Linked DNA regions of Sus scrofa: region 1 is linked to region 2. The links are chromatin contacts, called in public Hi-C maps. All regions are on one chromosome and are shown on one strand. Each heading gives the region's core, a stretch centred on a gene start, on an enhancer-like site or on the middle of the called end of the contact. The rest is flanking DNA. Distances are from core to core; before and after follow the strand shown.

Evidence for each region. Hi-C and Micro-C count contacts between places; a contact is called where the count stands out from the background.
Region 1: a Hi-C map of omental adipose tissue shows a contact between it and region 2, with 2.9 times the contacts expected there. The contact joins two enhancer-like sites. A contact is called at or near these places in 27 of 47 Hi-C or Micro-C datasets (adipose tissue, alveolar macrophages, blood and 14 more) and 1 of 2 datasets of contacts at active chromatin or transcription factors (alveolar macrophages).

The regions. Positions count from the first base shown.
Region 1 is chr6:95,757,195-95,763,581 of Sscrofa11.1, forward strand. No RefSeq gene overlaps it. Among named protein-coding and RNA genes, the nearest start is that of MFSD2A, 21 kb to the left of the region's middle. Within about 2 kb of position 3,272, at least 29 of the 83 cell types and tissues checked have an H3K27ac peak or open chromatin away from gene starts, as enhancers often do. A contact at or near this core is called in omental adipose tissue and retroperitoneal adipose tissue, where this site is marked.
Region 2 is chr6:95,611,809-95,617,727 of Sscrofa11.1, forward strand. No RefSeq gene overlaps it. Among named protein-coding and RNA genes, the nearest start is that of BMP8B, 16 kb to the left of the region's middle. Within about 2 kb of position 2,888, at least 9 of the 83 cell types and tissues checked have an H3K27ac peak or open chromatin away from gene starts, as enhancers often do. A contact at or near this core is called in omental adipose tissue and retroperitoneal adipose tissue, where this site is marked.

The DNA.
Region 1 (6,387 bases), core at 2,022-4,521, 150 kb after region 2:
AATAAGCACTGTAAAAGAAATAAGTAGGGTGCTTTATAGAGGGTACTGACGGGTGTGGAGGTTATTGTAAATCAGGTGCTCAGGAAAGAACATTCTGAGAAAGTGATGGAGAAGGAGATACAGCCAGACTTTTTTTTTTTTTTTTTTTTTTTTTTTTTGCTTTTTGGGGCTGCACCAATGGCATATGGAGGTTCCCAAGCTAGGGGTAGAATCAGAACTATAGCTGCTGGCCTACGACACAACCACAGCAACACCAGATCGGAGCTGAGTCTGCGACCCATACCACAGTTCACGGCAATGCTGGATCCTTAACCCACTGAGCAAGGCCAGGGATCAAACCTGCATCCTCATGGATGCTAGTCAGATTCATTTCTGCTGAGCCACAACGGGAACTCCACAGCCAGACATTTGAAGAGGCTCGGGGAAAGCACTGCAGATAGAAGAGACAGCATAAAAAATTCCAAGGTAATGGCACAGTAGGTTCAGAATCCAGATCCCGCATTGCTGTGGCTGTGGCATACGCCCTCGACTGCAGCTCCAATTTGGCCCTAGCCTGGGAGCCTCCATAAGTCTTGCTTTCAGCCCTTAAAAAAAAAAAAAAAGATAGGAAAGAGCCTAACGTATTTGAAGTACCAGAAGGAAACAGGGCAGCCAGAGTAGTGAAGGAGAAGGCAGGTGGTGTGAGATGGGTTTGGAGAGGTATACAGGCCTTGCAACCCACAGTGAGAGTTTCAATTTTATTTTGTTGATTTTATTTTGAAAGCAGCCAAGAGCCATTGAAGAGGTTTAAACAGAAAAGTGATTTACATGTTTAAAAAGGCATAGGCCGAGGCAGATAGCCCAGGGTTTCCTGAGCCGTGTGAAGCATTTTGGTCTTTATCCTAAGAGCAGACACAAACCACTGACAAGTTTAAGCAGAGGAGCCACATGATAGATCAAGAGTTGAGAAAGACTGTATCATCTGCTTTGTGGAGAAAGATGGAAGGAAGTGGAAGTGAAAGCAGGATGATTAATGAAGAGGTTGCTCTTGCAATGTTCCTGAGTAATGAAAAGTACCAGAGGTGCTGGCAGTGGAAATGGATAGAAGAAGACAGATTTGGCAGCTGACGGGCCTGGATAATTGACAGAGAAAGGGTGAGAGAGGGAGAGGGAGGGAGAAATGAAGGTGATGCCTCGATTTCTAATTTAGGAAACAGAGTAGTGCTTCAATTGATAATAGAGGGAGCACTGGAGGAGGAGCAAGCTTGGGGAACAGTTCACTTGTCACCTGTTTATCTCATTTTCACATAAAAGAAGAAGAAATCACACTTAGAAATTCCACTAGATCAGGAAAAAAGATACACACTATCACCACTATTACTGTATAACCTGTCATTGGTGATATGAGCCAATGCAATAAGATAAAAAAAGAAATAAAAATTGGAAAGGAGTAAGTAAAATTATCTTTCTTTGTCAAGCATATGTTTGTATTCCAAGAGAACCCAAGTGAATCAACTGAAAAACTGCCATTGACCAAAAAAGTCAGTAAGGTGTTGGGGGAAATAACAATTTAAAAAAAATTTAAAAATAAAGTAAGGAAAGGCAGTATAAAATTATTATGCAGGAGTTCCCCTTGTGGCTCAGTGGTAACAAACCCAGCTAGGATCCATGAGGATGTGGATTTGATCCCTTAACTCAGTGGGTTAAAGATCCGGTGTTGCCGTGAGCTGTGGTGTAGGTCACAGACGCGACTTGGATCTGGCTTTGCTGTGGCTGTGTTGTAGGCTAGCAGCTGCAGCTCCAATTGGATCCCTAGCCTGGGAACCTCCCTATGCTGTGGGTGTGGCCCTAAAATAAAAATAAAATAAAAATAAAATTAACATACAAAAATCAATACCCTTTAACTATACCAACTGAAGACAGTTAAACTGCATAGTTTGACATAATAACCACCGCCAGATGTGGCTATTTGAATTGAAGGGTAAAATAATTAAAATTAAATAAAACAAAATTCAGGAGTTTCCATTGTAGCTCAGCGGTGACGAACGTGACTAGTATCCATGAAGACACAGGTTTGATCCCCGGCCCTGCTCAGTGGGTTAGGGATCCAGTGTTGCTGTGGCTGTGGTATAGGACGGCAGCTGCAGCTCCGACTGGACCCCTGGCTTGGGAACTTCCATATGCCGTGGGTTCAGCCCTAAAAGGACACACACACAAAAAATTCAGTATCTCAATCCTACTGGTCACATTTTAGGTTCTCAATAGCCATGCAGGCTTAGTGGCTACCATAGTCATGTAATTATAGTACATATTCATCCCTGCAGAAAGTTCTATTGTCCAGGGCTGTGTTAGAAGATAGGGTGAAAGAGAAAGTCACACTTATGAGAGCAACAAAATACCTAGGAATAGGAAAGAAATCACTCTTTGACAAACTGTATGATTTATTTGATCACAGGAAGTTCCCCCCTCCCCCCGCTTCCCCCACCCCCGTGTAGATCTTTCTTTATCTCAGGTCATAGTCAAAGTCTCATCCCCTTGGGGATCATCCCTGACTCTTCCAGGCTGAGTCAGAGGTTCCTCCAGGATCCCCTAGGACAACACAGTTGATCCTCATTAATTGCAAATTCTGCGCTGGCCAATTTTCCTACTTGCCAATATTTATTTGTAACCGCAAGAAGGGAGGCTGAGCACGGGGAAGAAAGAGGCAGCAATGACAGGTGGTAGAGAGCCAGGGAGGCCTTGGGACTGGGTGTTTGGACAAGATCCAGAGCCTCCCGCTTTGTCTCCAGAGCAGCTGTGCAGGGCAGGGTGGGGCTCTCATCTCCAGGGCAATCAAGGAAGTGCCGGATTGCTACGGCCTAAAGCAGTTTTCCGTTTTCTGGGGTGACGCCCAAACCCTAAAGTAGCCCAGGCTTGAGTGAGTTCTGATTGCTCATCCATCCAGGAAATCACCTTCTGTCTGGAAGAGATCCTGTTGAAAATGACTTGGGGTAGGTGGACTGGGTCCCTATCCCAAGGTGAGCCACAGCGTCCTGGAGAGCTTGGAGGGAGTCTGGGATATCTTGGGGTGACCTCAGTCAGAGAAGCAAGGAGGGAACAGGGCTGTCTGCCCTTAATATGGTTCATCAGAGATGAAGAATGAGGCCTGGAGTTTCTCTGTCTCCCACTGCAGTCACAGCAGACCCGCATCCAGTACCTTCTGCTTAGAACTCCATGCAGCCTCAGAGGACGCCTGTACAGGGGAAGGCAGGGGAATCACCCAGGCAGAGTAGCCCCCAGGCTCAGAGAGGACAACAGAGTCACACAAGGTCACACAGCCAGCCAGAGACAGAAGCAGGACGGAATCTAGTTCTCACTCCCACGCTCAGAGTTATTTTTGTTTCTCACCAAATTGTCAGTTTCTGAAGAATGCGGAGGCTCTCATCCTGTGTGGTTCCCTCCCCCTTCACTCCCATCAAAGGCCAGACTCCAGAGCTGGTTCCCCAGCTCAGGTTTGTCCTGTCTGTTAACTCCCAGGGCACTGCATTTCCACTCCCTGCTATTTCTTTTTTTTTTTTTTTTTTTTGTCTTTTGTCTTGTTAGGGCCCCGAACGCAGCATATGGAGTTTCCCAGGCTAAGGGTCCCATTGGAGCTGTAGCTGCCAGCCTACACCACAGCCACAGCAACACCAGATCCAAGCCATGTCTTCGACCTACACCACAGCTCACGGCAACGCCAGATCCTTAACCCATTGAGGGTGGCCAGGGATCAAACCCGCAACCTTGTGGTTCCAAGTCGGATTCGTTTCCACTGCGCCACGATGGGAACTCCCATGGTCTCATTTTTATCGTTACTTTCTTGCCCCCTTTCCCCTCTATAGGTCTTGCCTGAATGCACTCCTGCTCAAATCCAAATCTCAGGCTCAACATGGTTGAGAAGAAGACACAACCATACTGGCTAGTTTCACTATATTTGAGCCATTTCCCTAGCCTGTTTGTTCTCCTACTCTTAGCTGACTATTTCACACCCTCTGCCTTCTCAAACCTCCAAAGCCTCCTCTCTGTCCTCACTCTCAATTGGTAATCTTGTGGCTTATTTCATTAGAAAAGCAATCAAGAGTTTCTATTGTGGCTCAGCGGTAACGAACCTGACTGGTGTCCACGCGATGCAGGCTCAATCCCTGGCCCCACTCAGTGGGTTAAAAATCCACCTAAAAAGAAAAAAAAAAAAAAGTTACAATTTGGAGTTCCCGTTGTGGCGCAGCAGAAACGAATCCGACTAGGAGCCATGAGGTTGGGGGTTCGATCCCTGGCCTTGCTCAGTGGGTCAAGGATCCGGCATTGCTGTGAGCTGTGGTGTAGGCCGCAGACTTGGCTCGGATCTGGAGTTGCTGTGGCTCTAGTGTAGGCCAGCGGCTACAGCTCCAATTAGACCTCCAGCCTGGGAACCTCCATGTGCCGCGAGCGTGGCCCTAAAAAGAAAAAAAAAAAAAAAAAAATCCAGCATTGCCTTGAGCTGCTGTGTATGTAGCAGACCCGGCTTGGATCCTGTGTTGCTGTGGCTGTGGCGGAGCTACAGCTCCGATTCGACCCCTAGCCTGCGAACTTCCATATGCAGCAGGTGCAGTCCTTAAAAAAAAATCAGAAGAGAACCTCTACATTCTCTCACCACCGAATCAACCTCAGCACCAGCATCCCCACTTCCCCCTACCCCATCCCCTGCTTTTTTTTTTTTTTTGGCTGCACACTGTGGGATGCAAAAGTTCCCAGGCCAGGAGAGGTCCCATCGTGGCGAAGTGGTTAATGAATCCAACTAGGAACCATGAGGTTGAGGGTTCGATCCCTGGCCTTGCCCAGTGGGTTAAGGATCCGGCGTTGCTGTGAGCTATGGTGTAAGTCGCAGATTAGGCTCAGATCTGGCATTGCTGTGGCTGTGGTGTAGGCTGGCAGCTACAGCTCCGATTCAACCCCTAGTCTGGGAACCTCCATATGCCGCAGGAGCGGCCCTAGAAAAGACAAAAAGACAAAAAAAAAAAAAAAGAGAAAGAGAGAGAGAAGGGGAAATGGAAGATGTGTGAGAGAGATATCAAACAATTGTAGAAGGAGTGTGCTTGAGTAGGGGAGCAGGGGCAAACAACAACAACAATAACAAACAAACAAAAAAAACAACTGGAGCTCTCTGATGGCTCAGTGGATTCAGGATCCAGCATTGTCACTGCTGTGGCTCCAGTCCCTGCTGTAGTACAGGTTAAATCCCTGGCCTGGGAACTTTTTTTTTTTTTTTTTTTTTTTGTCTTTTTGCTTTTTCTAGGGCTGCTCCCGGGGCATATGGAGGTTCCCAGGTTAGGGGTCCAATCGGAGCTGTAGCCACCGGCCTACGCCAGAGCCACAGCAACGAGGGATCCGAGCTGCGTCTGCAACCCACACCACAGCTCACAGCAATCCCAGATCCTTAACCTACTGGGCAAAGCCAGGGACCGAACCTGCAACCTCATGGTTCCTAGTCGGATTCATTAACCACTGAGCCACAACGGGAACTCCCATTTCCCATTCTCTAATGACTTATTCTTCACAGTTTATAAACACATTATTTTCCTCCTATCTTAAAAATTAAATCAAACTATCAGAGAACCATTGACAGAAACTTCCCACCTTGGCCAGGCATGAGTTTTCTCACAACAGGAGACCCTGATAAGGAGCATCATGCTGCCCAGAAGATGAGCTGGGAGGATTTGGGAGGAGCCAATAGGAGGGAGGAGACAACCAACTTCCCGGGATCCTTGGTTCCCTCACCCAGCTTCTCCCCAGCTGGGCACTCCTTCCCAACAAAGTCTTTTTTTCTTTGTCTTTTTAGGGCTGCACCCGCAGCATATGGAAGTTCCCAGGCTAGGAGTCAAATCGGAACTGTAGCTGCCAGCCTACACCACAGTCACAGCAATGCTAGATCCTTAACTCACTGAGCAAGGCCAGAGATTGAACTTGCATCCTTGTGGATTCTAGTGGAGTTCGATACCACCGAGCCACAACGGGAACTCCCCAACAAAGTCTTCTGCTTTGTTAGCATGTGTGTCTCCTCTGACAATTCATTCCCGAGTGTTAGGCAAGAACCCATTCTCAAGCCCTGGGAGGGGTCCCCCTTTCGGCAGCAAAGGGAGATCTCCTCTCACAGCACACTTTTCCTAGGTACCATCTCATTTCTTTACAGCAAAACATCTCAAAAGATTGGCTTTATCCTCTCTCTCTCCTTTGTGTGCCCTCATTCTCTCTTGAACCCCCTCCAATCCACATGCTTTACCCACAGGCAGTGCTGTAATGGGGAGCGGAGAAAGGGGCAATTCTACAAAGAGGGATGACTGGACTCTAAGGCAGTCAGGCTTTGCCACAACCATTACACAAAACTGGCTCTTGTCAAGGTCACCCATGGCCTTC
Region 2 (5,919 bases), core at 1,638-4,137:
GATTTGTTTCCACTGTGCCACGATGGGAACTCCCTCGTTGCAGTATTTTTTGTGAGAGCAAAAATCTGAAAACAACCCAAGCGTAATAAGGAAGGAATTGGCTAATAACCTATAGTATATCCCATTGTATACTAGAAAGCTCATAGAAGAAAGCTGTGAACTGATTAAACTAACAAAATACATTTTTAAGTGAAATAGGTAAGATGCAGAGCATCGTGTGCCCTCCTTTGGGTGAAAAGCGAATATGAATGAAAAAGAAGTCATTTTCCTATGTGGTTGCATTTATTCACCTGAAAAGGAAATATAAGAAACTAATAAAATGGATTACTTATAGTGTATGGGTGAGGTAAAAGAAAGAATGCACATGCAGGTAGCAGGGAGGACTTTTAACGTTTTAAATTTTTTTTCACCTGCAGCACATGGAAGTTCCCCGGGCCAGGGACGGAATCCCTGATGCAGCTGCCACCTGCACCACAGCTGCAGCAACAATGGATCCTTTAACACACTGCACTGGGCTGGGGTGGAATCCGTGCCTCCGGAGTGACCTGAGCCACTGCAGTTGGATTTGTTTTTTTAATTTTTAATTAGACTATAGTTGGTTTACCATGTTGTGCGAATTTCTGATGTACAGCGAAGTGACCCAGTTTTATATATATGTGTATATTCCCTTTCTCCCATTATCTTCCATCACGGTCTATCCCAAGACACTGGATATAGGTCTCTGTGCTGTACAGCAGGACCTCATTGCTTATCCAGTCTAACGTTTTTTGGGTTTTTTTTTTTTTTTTTTTTTTATGGTTGCACCTGTAACATATGGAGTTTCCCAGGCTAGGGGTCGAATCGGTGCTCTAACTGCTGGCCTATGCCACAGCCATAACAACGCCAAATCCGAGCTGCAGCTGTGACATGCACCACAGCTCACAGCAATGCCCACTTAACGCCACTTAACCCACTGATCGAGGCCAGGGATTGAACCTGCGTCCTCATGGATCCTAGTCAGATTCGTTTCCACTTAGCCATGAAAGAAACTCCTGTTTATCCATTCTAAACATCATTTTAAAAATTTTTTAAAGTTTTATTGAAGTATAGTTGATTTCCAATGTTATGATCATTTCTGCTGTGCTGCAAGGTGATTCAGTTACACATATACACACACATTCTACACATAATTGTTTTCATCTACTAACCGCAAACTCCCAGTCCATCCCACTACTTCCCCCCTCCCCCTTGGCAAGCACAAGTCTGTTCTCCACGTCTGTGAGTCTGTTTCTGTTTCCACAGCGGGAACTCCAGGGGAGCCTTTTAAAGTATATCATTCTATATATAGTTTCTTGGAAGTTGTAAATATATTGCTTAACCAAAATACTAAATAGAATAAAAATATGTTGAATTAGTGAAAGCTCCATCTAACCCTAAGGAGCGTCTTTTCCCCAATCACAGCCTCGGTTTCCCCAAGGGGCCTGGAGGACCACTGAGGGCCTCCCCATCACGGCTGCCCTCCTTTCCATACAGGTTCTAGGTCTCTGGTCCACTGCCCTGGCCCCAGACCTGACAGAGGGTCAGAAGGGGTCTGCCTCCTGCCAGGTGCCTCCCTCCTCTTAAATCAGGGTCAGGGTCATTAGTGCTTCAGCCCCAGTGCTGCTCCCTGGGGCCACCAAGCCAGAGGGACAGTTCTCCATTTGGTCCTACAGTGAGATGGTGAGCAGGGTCCCACGAAGGGGCCACCCAGGCTCTGTGCTCCACCTGGAAGCCCAGGCCGTGCTTACCTGCTCAGAGGGTCCCCCTGCTGGGTGGGCTGTGGCGGGGTCTGGGGGCTCTTGCCGCACTGCATGCCTCTGCCCCCGCCCCACCCAGGCATGACTCCCCGATTGCACAGATGTTGGAACCCTCCTTCCCAGTTGTAGGCACCTGGCTTCTGTCTGGTGGCTACTGGGGGCCACGTACTTCTGTATATTCCCTCTTTGCATCCTCATCACCATAGTTCCATTTGGCAGATGAGAAAACAGAGACCTAAGGAGGGTTTGGGGCTACAGCAGAGGTGGGGAAGGGCGAAGGAAGCAAGGACAGTTTAAGGAACCTTTCAATGAACTCATCTGGGAGGCAGGACCCCAGGGCCTAAATGGAGGGATGGTGGGTGCTGAGTGTGGTCAGAATACAGGGAGCAGAAAGGTGCAGGCTGACTGAGGCTGCAGAGGTGGGCAGGGTTCCCCCCACCCACCCCCAAGCCTGGCTCAGGGGTTTGGACAGCTCTCTGGCATGAGGCATTTTCAGGTCTGGCCTTGGGGCGTGGGCAGACTGTGTCACAGGGGAGGTGCAGGAGGCTGTGGGATGGGGGCGGGGTGAGGCTTTTGGAGAAATCCATATGACAAGGCCTGGTCTAGGAGGTGGAGGGGATGCAAGAGGAGGGGGAGTCAGCAGGGCTTGTGACTGGTAGATCAGGGAGATGGAGGAGAAGGGGTTATGATAATGATTGGCAGGTATTGGGCACATCTGTGTGTAGCTCAATAGCATGTGTTTTATACTCACTGTTACACTTAATCTTCACAACATCCTGATGCAGTTGTACTATTATTGTCTCCACTTAACAGATGGAGACTGGGGCCCCAAAGGATAGGATCCTTGGCAGAAGTCTCATAGCTAGTCCCTGGGAGTTAATCTTTTCTGGCTGTCGGTTTCCCCTGGGTGCTAAGCTGCTGGTGTCCACCAGGGGGCAGAGAGAAGCCAGACAGTCACACCCACGCCCCATGCCTTCCTGAACTTCCTCTTAGTCTTTCTTTGTGAAGAGATTCCTGTTTCTCACTTTACAACAGGACAAACTGAGGTCAGGGAGGGATAGTGACCCACACAGGTGGCAGAGCTGATCATAAGCAGAAGTGGGGCCAGAGCCCAGGACTCCAGCCTCCCAGGAGCTTTGACCTTGACCCTGGACTCAGGTGACCCTCAGCACCTGCAAGGAGTCATGGTGGGCATGGATTCTAGATCATGGTCCAGGCTCCTTCCCCAGCTGTGAGCTCCACAGGCACCTGCAGTCCCACACAACCCCCGCTGCCCTGCACACAAGGGATCCAGCTGCCTTTCCTGAGCAAGGCTCATCATCACCGAGGCATCACCAAGCTCTTTTTTCAGGGCCACATCCGTGGCAGATGGAGATTCCCAGGCTAGGGGTCAAATTGGAGCTACAGCTGCCAGCCTGCACCAGAGCCATAGCAACACAGGATCTGAGCCACAACTGACCTACACCACAGCTCACGGCAACATCGGATCCTTAACCCACTGAGCGAGGCCAGGGATCGAACCCACACCCTCATGGATCCTAGTCAGGTTCATTAACTGCTGAGCCCTGAAGGGAACTGATCAATCTCTTTTTAAGATGGGGAGAGCACCTCCCTCATATCACCTTGTGAGGATTCCTGGGAAGTGCTGAACACAGAGAAAGTTCTGGAGAAGTGGCGGCCTTATTATTATTGCTGTTGCTATATTTATTATTAGTAGGAAGTTGTCTGGCAACCAAGGGAGGCAGGCGTCATTTTTGCCTATTGTGTAGAAGGGGAGGGGAGGCTCAAAGTCCCGAGGGAGTGAGGGCCGGGGCGAGGGTCCTGGGACCTCAGGCCCTGGCAGCCCCACCTGCTTCAGGAAGGCCTCTTCCTCTGTATGATTCTTTCGCTCATCCATTTGTGCAGATCACACTCTGAGCTGGCCCTGTTGTGGGTACAGGGAGCCATGCCCTGGGCCTATGGTGAATGACAGGGACTAGAATGAGGAGAAACCCTGAGCCCACAGCTCCCTGGTCTGCACCCTGGGCAGGGAGCTCAGGGGCCTGGAAGCCAGGCCTGAGGGTGCCACCTCGGTGCCACCTCTGCCTGCTCTTCCACCCAGACTCACAGACTGGAGGTCAGCGCATCTCCTGCCCCCAGAATAGCCTCAAGGCTACCGACAGAGCTGGGAGCTCCTTCATCCAGGAGCTGCTCCAGGGCCAGAGGGTGCTGCCTGGGAAGAAGGCTCCTACTAAGGGCGTTGGGAACTTTTTCTAGGGGACCCCTCCTGAGTTCTTGCCCTGCTGTCTAAAGTTGGCTGGACCAGCAAAGAGGGACCACCTCTGGAATGATCTCCTTTTGCCCAGCCAGGGGCATATTCAGGTCAGGGGAAGACGGTTTGGTCTGGGGTCATGGTTCAGGAATGAGCCTCAGAGGCGTTGTCCCTGAATAAGACAGTGCAGGCTGGGTCTGCACAGGCTCACACAAATGAGATGCAAGTAGGGGTTGAAGTCCAGCTCCTTGCCCTGCTCCACTCAGCACTGCTGGGGGCCCAGGAGGGAGCTGTGTCCACCTGGAGGAAGCAGCTTCTTTTTCTGAATCATCATAAGCACCACATGGGCTGGCAGTGGCCCTGATGGCAGCAGTCACTAGAGCACATGCTTGGGGCAAGTCTTGATGCTGGCCTGGGGCTCTGGGCCAGGCCCCATCTGAATAGAAAGAGCAGCAGTGAGGTGGTCCCTTGCCCAAATCTATGCTCCCAAAGTCCTGCTCACAGCAGGAGGGAAGGAAGGAGGAAGGAATGGGTTATAGGCTGGCTGACCCCTCAAGGGCCGGACCTCCCTCCCTCTAAGGAACTTCTAGTGCTTTGCTCAAGATACACCCAACAAGGGAGTTTCCGTCGTGGTGCAGCAGAAACGAATTCGACTAGGAACCAAGAGGTTGCAGGTGTGATCCCTGGCCTTGCTCAGTGGGTTAAGGATCCGGCGATGCCATGAGCTGTGGTGTAGGTAGCAGACGCAGCTCGGATCCTGTGTTGTGGCTGTGGTGTATGCTGGCAGCTGTAGCTCCGATTCGACCCCTAGCCTGGGAACCTCTATGTGCTGCGGGTGCAGCCCTAAAAAAAAAGCAAAAAGAAAAGATACATCTGACAAAAACCACACCACTGCCCTTGGGGTCCAGAGTCTTTCCCACTATTCACTCACTTGGGCTCCTAAGTCCAGATTTACTCCCCCACATGGCTGTTGGTGACCAGGCCCGATTTCCTCTGTGGGGACCCTGGTTCTTCACCTCAGACTCACATCCCTCTGCCTGCACCTCTGAGCAGCCATTGCTGTGAGAGGGGACCCCCTGGTTGAAGGGATGCCAGGCCCTGGAGCGGTGAAGCCACCTGCCCTGGACACCTTGGGGAAGGTGGCTGGAACAGGAAGCCAGCCCCGCAGAGCCCCTGGGTGGAAACAGGGTGAGAAGAAGGCCTCCCTCTGCAAGGCCCACCCCAGGCAGCCAGGAAGGTGCTCCAGGCTGGCCATCGAGGTCCCTCTGTGGCCTCCTGAGGACCTGTAAGGACCAGACCTGGCCTGGCTGGGAGGTCAGATTCCTCAGCCGAGGCGCTGCAGGCACAGGAGCGGCGGCCCGTGGTGGCGGGAGGACTCCTTTGTTCCAGGTATTTTCTCAACGGCGGGGCTGGGCTGCCTGCCAGGTGCAGGGCGAGGCTCTGGCCTCCCGCGCCCAAGCAGCTTTGCCGCCAAGCCCTGTGCCCGGCCCTGCAACTCCTTCCCGCGCTTTCTTGGCCAGGCCCGGCAAAGGGAGAGGCAGGACCTGCAGGGTCTCTCAGCACCGCAGCCTCATGTCAGGAGAAGGGCTCCTCATGGTGTTTGGCATTTAGAACTACATTTTCCAGGAGAATGGGTCAAAGATGTATGAAAATACAAACTGCAGTTAGAGTTCCCATGGGGCTCAGAAGGTTATGCTTCTGGCATTATCACTGCAGTTGCTCAGGTCGCTGCTGTGGCGCAGGTTTGATCCCTGGCCCAGGACCTCTCTCATGCCATGGGTGCAGCCAAAAACAAAACGAATATAAAACGTCAGCTCAGCAAAATATAATAAAGCTGCAGTGTCGGCCATGGGCTCTGTCTAGGTATGAATTCCAGCTCCACCACCTCCTAGC